Regions from separate parts of the Sus scrofa genome. Here region 1 is linked to region 2. A link is a contact called in public Hi-C data. All regions are on one chromosome and are shown on one strand. Each heading gives the region's core, a stretch centred on a gene start, on an enhancer-like site or on the middle of the called end of the contact. The rest is flanking DNA. Distances are from core to core; before and after follow the strand shown.

The links. Hi-C and Micro-C count contacts between places; a contact is called where the count stands out from the background.
Region 1: a contact with region 2 is called in a Hi-C map of undifferentiated spermatogonia, with 1.5 times the contacts expected there. The contact joins the promoter of CLDN12 here to the promoter of CFAP69 in region 2. A contact is called at or near these places in 1 of 5 promoter capture datasets (liver) and 2 of 47 Hi-C or Micro-C datasets (epiblast stem cells and undifferentiated spermatogonia).

Annotation. Positions count from the first base shown.
Region 1 is chr9:70,500,254-70,506,418 of Sscrofa11.1, forward strand. It overlaps CLDN12 (claudin 12), which reads left to right and starts at 1,659. Exons shown (of 2, transcript NM_001160079.1): 1 at 1,659-1,672.
Region 2 is chr9:70,369,910-70,376,276 of Sscrofa11.1, forward strand. It overlaps CFAP69 (cilia- and flagella-associated protein 69), which reads left to right and starts at 3,513. Exons shown (of 23, transcript XM_013979666.2): 1 at 3,513-3,959. The coding sequence starts at 3,840.

The DNA of each region.
Region 1 (6,165 bases), core at 409-2,908, 130 kb after region 2:
AGGGATAGGCTTGTTCAGAGAGCATTCATAGGCACTGTTGCGGTCTCTTTCCATTGGCTGTAACCAGGAAAGCTCTTTTTGTGCCCCTTCTCTTTCTTTCTGCCAGCTCTGGTGTCCCCTAAGGACACAGCTCAAAGCGAGGGCGGGGGTGGGGGGAGTGCGAGTTCCTCTGAGAGCTTGGTTTGTTTTCCTTTGAAGCCCAGATTCTGTTACAGGTTTTGCCAGAAGCCCATCAGGACATTAGAAGGTTTGACTGGATGACCTCACTTAGAAATGATTGCTCAGAGATCCTATTTTGTTGGGGTTTTTTGTTTGTTTGTTTTTTTATTGTAAGAAAAGTGTCGAGAGTTCCCATTGTGGCTCAATGGGTTATCAACATGACTAGTATCCGTGAGGACGAAGGTTCAATCCCCGACCCCACTCAATGGGTTAAGGATCCAGCGTTGCTGTGAGCTGTGGTGTAGGTCGACAGCTGCAGCTCCAATTCATCCCCTAGCTTGGGAACTTCCATATGCTGCAGGTGTGGCCCTAAAAAGAGTGAGCAGTTAATGCTTGATAGCAGCTCAAACATAACATTTGGAAAAGGAAAAAACAGAAACCAAAACTTGATTGAAAGCTCTTCTGTGGAGACTGTTGAGAACACTGTTCTACATAATGATCATAGTAGGACGAGCCCTGAAAGCATTAATCCAGGAAGCTGTCAGGCATTTACAAGTTTTCATTCTCGTCCTACCTATTTGAGGTAAATAATGTTTGAAGAGGAAGTTGTTGATGCTTAAAAAAGATATATGGGACATTTAAATGGTGGGTTGAGCTATTGGAACTATAAACTCAAAAAAAAAAAATTCTGGTTGCAAATTTTAGGAGGCACAGCACAAATCAGTTTGGACTAGTTTTGTTGTCGGTGTCCTTTGAAAAAGTATAAAAGAAACATCCTGAATTTCTCTTAGGCCATGACAACTGCACAGTGTTTCATCAGTCCTCTGTATTCTTTCACTATAGTCATGAAAGGATCTAAAAAATTCAATTAAATATTGATCATTTATTTCTAAGACAGCAAAGTGATTTTTATCTCTGTTTTCCCTATCTTCTCAAATCACAAAATGAGTGTTAATTTTTTTCTTTATCTTATGTATAGGTATTGTGTGAATTTAAGAATAAACTGACTTAAAAAAAGTTTATTGGAGTTCCCATTGTGGCGCAGTGGTTAACGAATCCGATTAGGAACCATGAGGTCGCGGGTTCGATCCCTGGCCTTGCTCAGTGGGTTAACTATCCGGCGTTGCTGTGAGCTGTGGTGTAGGTTGCAGACTCGGCTCGGATCCTGCATTGCTGTGGCTCTGGCGTAGGCCGGGGACTGCAGCTCCGATTCACCCCTAGCCTGGGAACCTCCATATGCTGCGGGAGCGGCCCAAAGAAATAGCAAAAAAGACAAAAAAAAGTTTATTGCCCACCTTTTTTTGGTTTAACATTTCATTGGTTTTAGATAATTGCTGACTATTTTTCCTAATTCCATGTGAATTCAAATTGAGTTTTTAAAGAAGCACTGTATTCACTTAGAGTATTTTTCCTATTTCTTTAGGCCCAGATCATTTCTGCTGTGTTTTGAGATGTGCATCTGTTTCTTCTAAGTTGATTAAAATTGTTTTAGAACTGTTAAGTACCTCAAAGAGTAAGTACATCTTTGATTATATCTTATACTTCCTTTGCTTTTGTATATCAGATGACACTTTTTTCTCTTGTTTAGAAAAATAGGGGACAGACCTCTCTTGTGAGAGCAATGACGATGACCTACAGTTTCTAATAAAAGCCAAATTACAGGTAGAAGGGAGGGGCTGCTAGTGTTACTCCCAAGAATTAATGTAGATGCTGTGACTCATACAGCTAGTCCTTGGAATTGTTCCTGAAAAAATACAGTAATGAGTCTAGGAGTTCCTAAAGCTCTTAGCCACTAATCTTGCTCCAGATTCCTTTGACCTCTATTCAAAACCACAGAAAAGGTATCCTTTTGAAAATATTTTTACTGAAAATATCTTTGATAACCTTCAGTTGTGTCCCAAGTTTTATCCATCAACTCTGCAAGTCATTGAGGAATATATAGTTAAATGACATATGTGAAACTGTGTGTTGAATAGAGTTCTGGTCTGATTTGGTCAGTAACTACTCTCAGAATACTTTCAAATAAGCCTACCAACAATGGTCATAAACTTAAATATCTGACCATATTCTGTTTAAAAAAAAAAAAAAAGCTTTACTATTTGTGATCTCACAACTACCCTGGGGGGCATTTGAGAAATTCGAGATTCAGAGGCTGTGGGTGACTTTCCCAATTTGCAAATGGTAGTTTATGACTGGCAGTTGGGTCTTTGATCACCTGGGCTGCAGTACCCCACTGCCTCCCAGATGGAAACGACAAGCCATGCATGTTTGTTCATTCATTTAACAAATAATTGAGTGCTTTCTATGTGCCAGTCTTGGACACAGTAAATAAAACAGAAGGCTCTCTGTCCTCCTGGAATTTACAGTCTGGTGGGAAAGATAAATACTGAACAAGGAATATAAGCATAATCACTCACTACCAAAGAAAAAGTACAAAGGTGCAACCAGAGCGTGTAACTAGAGGCAGGGGGAAGATGAAGGGTGGAGAGAAGAGGGGAGGTTTAGGGCCAGCCTCCTTGGAAGCTAGAAAGATGAGTGCCTATTAGCTAAGATGGGATTAAGAAAGTTCTAGGAGGAAGAACAGCAGGGAGAAAAGCTCTTAGCTAAATTGAAAAACAGAATTGGAAAAGTTAAAAAGGAAAGCAGTATGGCTACATAGACGGTAATATGTAAGGTGGGAGAGTGATGCAATAAGGATTGAGAATTTGGCAGAACCCAGATGGTGGGATTTAAAACTTTGGAAACTATGGGAAGGATTTGAAACTTTAGAAACTTTATTCTGAGGGAAATAGCCATTGAATGGTAAGAAAAGTATTGAGATGATTAGATTTGCACTTGAAAAAATTATTTCAGATTCTTAACTAATTGGTATAGCTCGAGAGTAAAAGCCTTTTTACCCTCCCATTATGAACAAATCTGAATCCACGAGTCAACATTATCTTTCAGTTTTAAATGTAAACATATTTCTTTTCTCCACCATCTTTAAAATATTACTTCCTCTCTCTAGTGGGATTTTACTACTTCTTATCAAATCATACATATGTGGAGCTAAGAGCAGGGCATAAAAAGTAGAGCAGTCAAAGAAAGTTAAAAAGAGCTTGGGCATTAATTCCAGCACTGAGGTTGAATTTATTTAAATTGAGATTAATAGTATTTCCTTTCTGAAAAAGGCCATGGTATACTTGTTGGCTCTCCAAATAGGACTTTTAGTTAATCTACTCTGGGATGGGAGCCAATTCAGGGGACTGGTATAACCCTTGTACTGGTTTGATGCAGGATAAATTTGAACACACTTGATACTGAAAAAAATATTGTTTTATAGTCTGTAGACTTAAGAACTACAGAAATTTATTAATAAAGTCGTTCATCCTGATCTTGTTTCTCATTCCATTTGAATTGTAAGAATCAGGGGTACAGGGCAGCTTCATTGGAGAAATATCAGTTACATCGATACTCCAAGTATTTGCCCCCTAACTCATTGTGATTGATTAGGATTCTGCATGGGTGTTCTGAAGTTCTGAAGATTTGAAAGAAACTGAGGGCGGAGTGCCCGTCATGGCTCAGTGGTTAACGAATCCGACTAGGAACCATGAGTTTGCAGGTTCGATTCCTGGCCTTGCTCAGTGGATTAAGGATCTGGTGTTGCCGTGAGCTGTGGTGTAGGTTGCAGATGTGGCTCGGATCCCGAGTTGCTGTGGCTCTGGGTGTAGGCCAGTGGCTACAGCTCCAATTCAACCCCTAGTCTGGGAATCTCCATATGCCTCAGAAGCGGCCCTAGAAATGGCAAAAAGACAAAAAAAGAAAAAGAAACTGAGGGAGCCTTTTATTTTTGTCTTCACAACATTGATTAAATCATTATTGCTCAGCTTTTCTCTAGCCCTGAATGGTACATGTTATGAACAGGTGTCTTAATGGATCATTTTGCTTAACACCTCACAGTGATCGCTTGATAGGTAATAATTAGGTACCTCTTTCACTGTTGTTGGCATTTTGAGCTCACAAAGGGCATATTCTTTGCTTCAGTCTCACTTAACACACTGGGGCAAGGTCCAGATATTATTGGCCTCGGTGTTCCTCTCAGGCTTAAAAGAGTGTTTTGCATGTGTTAGATATTCAGTAAATATCTGTTGAGTGAATATTGTTTGGTAATACAACTTCCTTGTCCAGTTCTACATCATTAGTACCTACCTACCTTTGTGAGTTGCTGTGGTCTTGAATCAGGGCCCAGTAGTCATCATGTATTCATATATTCCTAAAATGACTTAGCACTCTGCAAGCTGCTCACAGCATACTAGGGAGAATGAGCAGAAACCAACAGGAAACTGGATTCTGGAGACTGATATCTTTAGTAGCCTTTTCCAGTGTAAACATTCTCAAACCCGCACCAGAGTTTTCATTGCTGGACCAAGGTGGTTAGTTGCTAAAATTAAGCATGTAAAATTTGCAGGAAAAAAATAAATTAAAACTGTAAGTCTCTGTTTTCAATATTTTCATCCATAACATTTTCTTAAACAAATGCTACTTTTGGTAGTCTTGACAGAAGACAGCACGATAAACAAAGTAGTTAACTACTGTTAATGGAGAAACTTGTCTATAACTTGAGGACTTTAAAAAGGGTTACTCGTGCTTAAATTCTGATTTTTGTGTTGTACATTTATATATATATATATGTGTGTGTGTAGATATGTATATACACCTATATTCTGCTGGTGAATCATTCCCAGTTCGTACGATTGGATTAAATAGACAAATACATTGTTTTCTAAAGAACAGTGTGCCCTCTCATTTGAACACATTTAAGACTCAGGTCCTAATTCAGTTGCCTAGCATTTTGATCCTGGTTTTCTTTCTGACCCCTAAAACTCCTAGAAATGTTACTCTGCCATTTCAGTGTTAATATTTGATTCTGCAAATAGTAATGGATTCGCTAACACGGTATCCAGAAATAAGAACATTTTCCACATTACCCTTTTGTCATGATCTAAGAGAAGCAGATGTGCTACCTTATTAAAGTATTCTGTTCTCTTGCCTCCTGGGAGGCCTGATGGAAGGCAGGAGAAATAACATCTGAGTGGTATTTGGAGAGTGAGCCTCAAACTCTTGAAGAAATAAAGCTGAGTAAGATACTGGTTTGTATAATTTGTCACATACAGAAAAAGAACCTTGCCTTTTAAGTTCAAAGAAAGTTCTGGTTACTTTTTTCGTTTCCTTATAATAGTATTAATAGAGATAGGTTGTCACCTACCTCAGAAATCTGTGTTCATCTTATATGAGCAATAATAGACTAAACAATAGTAGTATATTAGTATAATAACCAATAGCATAATAACCTGAAAAGCATGCCACTCATCTTGAATCAGTCAGGAAGTAGTTGAGCAGAATAATTTTAGGGACTTTTGTTCTCTTCTTCATTTGACTAACTCATTGGAGAGGAGTCTCTTTATGTTGTATAATTTTCTGGTACACTTGGAATATAGGAATGAGATATTTGCTTTTTCTTATTTAATGTTGATTTGGCAAATGTTTTTTGAATTGCTCTTGGATGCCAAGTACTGGGCTGGTCACTGAGTGCTAAGAAGTAGGTAACACTTGCATTACACTTAACAAGGCGCCAGATGTAATTTTAAGCACCTGACATAATATTAACTCGTTGAACATTTAGAACAACTAAATGAGGTAGGCAGACTTACTTTTCCCATTGTAGACGAAGAAGATGGGCACACAGAAGTCACTTGGCCAGTAAGTGGGGAAGTGGGGCTTAAAACCCAAGCAGTTTGATTCAAGAGTCTGCCCTCAACCCCTCTGCTGCCCTCCACTGCTCCTTTCCCTACACCTGTGTCTTTTATGAGCCGCCTGCACCTCAGCTGTGGGCTGGTCTCATTTCACATTTGCATGAGCACTGGAGGCCAAATTTGTGTTGTGTGTAGTTGCTGGTTGCTGAGTGCTCTGACCCTGTATTTTGGAGTGCCTGACATGTCAGAATGCTTGATATGTGGGTGTTGAGTG
Region 2 (6,367 bases), core at 2,263-4,762:
GAACCTCCACATGCCTCGGGTGCAGCCCTAGAAAAGGCAAAAAGACAAAAAAAAAAAAAAAAAAAAAAAAAGATCAACTGGCGTTCCCATCATGGCTCAATGGTTAATGAACCCGACTAGTATCCATGAGGAGGAGGGTTTGATGCTTGGCCTCACTCAGTAGGTTAAGGATCCGGTATTGCCATGAGCTGTGGGGTAGGTCAAAGATGCAGCTTGGATCTGGTGTTGCTGTGGCTATGGTGTAGACCGGTGGCTACAGCTCCAATTAGATCCCTAGCCTGGAAACTTCCATATGCCGCAAGTGCGGCCCTAAAAAAGGAAGGAAGAGAGAAGGAGGGAGGAAGGAAGGATCAAGGAATAATGATTAAACTTCATCTACTACCTAATTTTAAACAGGTGAAGCTTTCAGAAAGCTTACACTTGGTTCCCTTAACAAGAAGAAAAACAAATATATCCAACATTGTCATCAGTAAGAAAACAAAGGACATGGAAAGTTCACAAATTGAGTATTTAATGAAAGCCAGTTTTATGGCAATTGCCAAAACAATACTAATGAAAATATACTACACACACTAGAGCAGTGCTTCTCAATTTTAACATGCATACTAATCACCTAAGAATCTTGTTAAAAGTGACATATTCTGACTCAGTAGGTCCACCATGGGGCCAGAATGTCCGTGTTCCTAGTAAGCCCTTCTGTAAGACCTGTGTAGACAGTTCCAGGACACCACTTTAAGTAGCAAGGACTTAATGTTTACCTCACTCTGGGTAACTTAGGAAATGCTTTAAATTGGCTTCAAGTCAAATAAAAAAGTAACCCTTGAAATCTTTAATGAACATTTACTGAGTACTTGGTATGATCTAGACAAGGAGGTCCCAAAGTGTGGTTACCAGACCAGAAGCATCAACATCACCTGGGGACTTGCTGTATAGGTGACCCTTGAACAATGTGGGCTTAGGGGCTGCCAAGACACTAGCTTAGTAGAAAATCCAGTTATAACTTTACAGTCAGCTTTTTGTATCCAAGGTTCTGTATCCACAGATTAAACCAACCAGATTGTGTGGAACAGTAGTATGTATTTATTGAAAAAAAAAAATCCATGTATAAGCAGACCCCCGAAGTTCAAACCTGTGTTGTCCCAAGGTCAACTGTACATGCGAACCCTTGAACCCCACCCAAACTTATGGAAGCAGACTCCGGAGGTGAGGCTCGGGAGTCCTAATTAGGTCTCCAGATGATTCTGATGCACACTAAGTTTTGAGAAACACCGCTCCAGATTCTATGATGAGGGCTTGGGGTGCAAACCTGGGTGACTCTCCTTATTTTCAAAAGTCAGTCTAGTAAGAAGCCCTGAGCCAGTAAACACCAGTAAAGTATATGGTGAGTATGGAGACAGAATGACAAAGTGGCACCTATCACAGCAGAGGAGGTAAAGAAGGTTTCCTTAAAAACGTCACGTGAGCTGCATTTCATAGGGAGTTAGACATCTGAAGACAGTCACATGTACAACAAATACAAAGGTAATGCAGGAGGAAGTTTGGCACCTGTGTAAAACTGCAAGTAATTCAGTCAAGATGGCTTGAGTGTGGGGTGTTTGAGGACTTCCATCCTGGTTGCTTGTCCCCTGTCAGAGAATATAACAAAAACCATAAGAGCTAAAAAAAAAAAAAAAAAAAAAAAAAGTTTGCAAAGTTATTAATTCCACCTGTGGAACACAGAAAGGGAACACATTCTATGAAGAATTTCCCTGATTTCACTGATGGGGAACAGCCAAAAGTTGTTTGTTTTTTTTTTAACTTTTTTTTTTTTTTTTTTTTTTTTTTGTCTTTTTGCTATTTCTTTGGGCCGTTCCCAAGGCATATGGAGGTTCCCAGGCTAGGGGTCTAATTGGAGCTGTAGCCACTGGCCTACGCCAGAGCCACAGCAACGCAGGATTAGAGCCGAGTCTGCAAACTACACCACAGCTCATGGCAATGCCGGATCGTTAACCCACTGAGCAAGGGCAGGGACCGAACCGCAACCTCATGGTTCCTAGTCGGATTCGTTAACCACTGCGCTACGACGGGAACTCCGCCAAAAGTTTTTAAGTGCTAGAAGAGGGAGTTCATGGGAATTGTACTGAAGAAGGATGGGAAATTTGTACTCTGGATATAGCACAGAATGACTATATAGTTAAGTACACAATTGGTTCAAATAAAACAAAAGTCCCATTGTTCATTCATTAGGAAAATGCCTTCAGTTAAGTCCATTGAGGAGAGTCTGACTTCCCAGGGTACTTGAGGTTTATGGGCCTTTATCAGCCTCAACCTATTGTGCCAAATCACAAAAGTCAGGTGAAATCTTCCAGGCAAGCTCCACTTTAAGTGGAACATTTTCCTTGGCAACCCCCATCTTCATCCTTCCTCATCTTGAGATACCCGGGTGAGCACTCGAAGGATGACAAGTCACCCCACTGTCAGCTTTCCACCCACTATCTTGGGTTTGGGTGCTATTCTTACAGGATTCCATTGTGCTTATCCAAGTGGTTTCAGTCTCCTTTTGATGTAGTACACTTGGAATGCGCAACAGCAATTAAGTTTATGTTAATAATACACTTGACACGCCCTTTGCACTCGCTTGGGGTAATAGCAACTGTTAGACTTACTGAACCACCTCTAGGTGTAAAGCTTGCGAAGCGCTGTTAAAACACCAATGAGTAACTTTAAAGATAAAAACTGAAAGAATGCTGATGCCCAAGCCAGGGAGTTTTAAGAAGAGAATGGTCAGCAGTGTAAAATACTACAGACATACATCACAGTGAGGACAGTTAAGTGTCCAGACTTTGACCACAAGCGTTGGTGACCTCAGTCAGTTCAGCTTCAGAGGACTGGGGTTAAGGAAAGAGGATAAAGGAATAAAAACAGGGACTGGAAGGGCTTCATACTCTTTCAAAGAAGCTTGGTTTCTTTGGCTATGATTTACACAAAGTGCTGCCAAGTCGAATCTAGGTTTTCCGCTCATTTTTATTTATAGGGCCAGAAATGTCATTCAGATAATCTTGCTTATTATGTGCCACACACCACTTTACAAAAACTACCGTCTGATTTAATCTTCTTACAGCTATCCTATTGATGAAAACAGTGGGCTTCCAGGGGTTAACTTGCTGTAGACTGAATGATTTGACATGAAAGCCTTCTAACACTGTGTACAATGCCTTGGTGGCTATTTAACTGGTAGGGCAACAAAAGCACAGAAGAAGTAAATAGTTGGGGAACGTAGGTGACACTGGGCACTTCTCTGGGGTGACGTAAACTCAGTTTCCAACACTATCAGACCAACCTCCATCTTTCTCGAATCCCACATCCATCCCTCAACTCTCATGCCTGTTTTTACAAGGCTCAGAGCAAACTACCAAGACACACAGGGCGCCAAGTAACACTCCAAGCTTACACACCGAGGTCTCCCTCAACCCCCACCCCCGTTTCCCTCTGCCGCGCAAGCAAATCAGCCATTCCCAGCCATTCTGCTCCCGGTTTGGAGGTACAGATTAGAGTTTGGTTAGTTTGGATCCCTGGGCTTCCGTCGGAGCCTGCGTTCTTGCAGCCTTTGGCCCCGCCCTTAGCAACGCGTTGGCTTGCTAGCAACCTGCAGCAGGCAGGCACCAAGGTGCATCGGTGGGCTGCGGGAAGCGGATGGCGTTGCGGTGGCCGAGGTCACGGCCGGAGCCCCCGGGCCTTTTGAGACTCTAGCAGCTCTCAGGCGGCCCTCACTTCTCGGTGGCGCGGCCTTTTTGGGTCTCGCGGCTGCGGGCACAGTGTATGACAGGAGGACTTCCATTCCTTACTCTGCCGCCACAGCCATGTCGACAGCCGAGACTGAAGCGAAGGTCGAGGCCTGGGAACCGGGCAGCAGAATCAGGTCCAGCAGCCCTCGCCAAATCCCGGTAATCGGGGTGGTGACGGAGGAAGAGGAAGCGCAGGTATGGCCAGGTGGCTGTGCTTGGGAGGGTGTGAAGGCGGAGGGCAGGGATGAGGCCTGGGTGCCTCCAGGGGGGAAATGGGGGCCCAAGTGGAAATCAGGGGAACCCCCCACTTCGACTCCCTCCCCCTGGGATTGAGGTTCCAAGCGCAAAGCTGATCCCTCCGAGAACCGTGCTGCCTGCGGGGGCGGGAGCTGGCTGTCGTCAGCCAGCTGTCTGGGGACTCGTGTCCTAAGATCCTCCCGAAACGACCCAGGAAACTGGGTAGGCGAGGTTTTGCGGCTTTAATTCGAAAAGTGTGACCCTCCGCACTAAGGGCCTGAGAGGGAAGGAAATGTGCTTAGTAAAAACTTTGTGCTGGGCTTTTTTAATATGTAGATTCTGGTTATCGTGAGACGTTCTTGATGTAGGCAGAAATCCTCCCGTGTTTAAGTTTGCTGCTAACAAATCCTGCACCCTGAGGGGAGGAAAATATTGTTAAAATTAGAAATTAAGCCTCGCTTTTATATGAAATCGGAAACTGGTTAGGAGTGCGTCGGAGAGGATTGGGAGAGAAAAAAATTGATTTATTGTACTGCGTTTGTATTTGGTTTTGAGTTTACTTTTTGTCATATAAAACTAATTCTTTCGAATTTCTGCTGAGTAATTTCACTTCGGAACCCTGGCTTGGAGCTCCGTTTGTAGCGGGGTTGTTTAGAGACGCCAAGGAGTTTGTTTCATGCTAGGGTTCCACAGCTCTCCCGAGAGAACATGCTCCCAAGCCCTAAATTAACGTGAACTCTACGGAGGAATCCTGCCTTGCCTCCTTGCACTGATGGCGTGGGGCCGCCAGGGAATTCCTGCGGAGACTTGACCCGTCTCAGGCTGCGTCAGGAACCCTTCTCCTGCGTCCTCTTCTCGGGGCCTTGGAGAGTTCCCTGGGAGCGGTTGGTTGACTGGGGACCTCCTCGGCTGTGGGAATAGGGTTGAGCTCCTTGAAGATGGCCAGACATTTAACCCACTGAGCAACACTTTTGCATGAGGAGGAGCAGGTGTTAGGGGAATTTACTTAATCGGTTCTGTGTAATTATTCCAATCCGTGCGGGAAGAAGAATTTTGAAGAACAATTTTGAAGTCCTTTCTCTCCTAAGGCTCAAGGGGACTCAACACCGACGTTGTTCTCTCAGGCACAGGGCAAAACCCAGAAGCAGGTGAATCTAGTATCTGATGGTGCTCTTTCTTCCTTTACTTGGTATTAAGGGGGAAGGGGGTGGCAGAGGGGAGAGGGAAGGTTAAGGGAGGCAGACAAATGTGGTTTAAAAAGAAGAAAAAAGGGAATAAACAGGCCATAGCCAAAACGGTCCACAACATATCAAGTAAAATGGACCAAGTACAGCTATGTATATGGGTGTGTATTTTTCTCCCTGCCTTTTCTGTTTCTTTTTCCTTTTTTTTTTTTTTTTTTTCTTCATTCTACCTCTTCTTACAGGGCCTAAGATTCTCACTTCAGGAAGAAATTAATTTGTATTAAAGTTCCTACCCTGTTAATAACTGCTTCTAGGATTTTAACTTTTTTTTTTTTTTTTTTTTTTTAAGTACTGAAGAAAAGGCAAGTTTCTACCAAAAGAAATGAAGTAGAATAAAGACATTTTAGATCTGGAAAATGGTCACTCACCCTTCTTGGTTTTTATTTGGGGGTTCGTTTGTTTGTTTTACCAGTGAGGACCCTAAGGCCATGAGAAGTTAACTGAGAATCATTCAGTTTCTTTACTGGGAGTGGAGTTTATTGCTCTTTGCCATTTAAGGTGATAACCTTTTTAGACCGCTCTCTAATTTGGAATTCTAAATGACTCCAGTCTTTTCAAACCTGTCCATATTTGCAATCTTCTCTTCTTGCTACAGTGACAATTCAGTATATTCTAGTAGATAAAAGTGAAAATGTGGAGTTTACTCAGTTCATTAAGCCAGCTTCATCATACGCTTAAAAATCACAAATTGTTCACCCCTTATCTATTTCCTATTGATTTTGATGTTGTTCCTCCCATTATAAAGAATCAGAAACACTTTAGAGCAGTAATTATTTAAAACAATGTACATTTCGGAGTTCCCTCGTGGCGCAGTGGTTAACGAGTCGGAATAGGAACCATGAGGTTGCGGCTTCGATCCCTGCCCTTGCTCAGTGGGTTAACGATCCGGCGTTGCCGTGAGCTGTGGTGTAGGTTGCCGACGCGGCTCGGATCCCGTGTTGCTGTGGCTTTGGCATAGGCTGGTGGCTATAGCTCCAATTCGACCCCTAGCCTGGGAACCTCCATATGCCACGGGAGCGGCCCAAGAAATAGCTAAAAAGACCAAAAAAAAAAAAAAAATGTACATTTGGAGCACTGGGGAACTTATTAAACAATAGATTCTAATTCTGTAGGTCTCGAGTA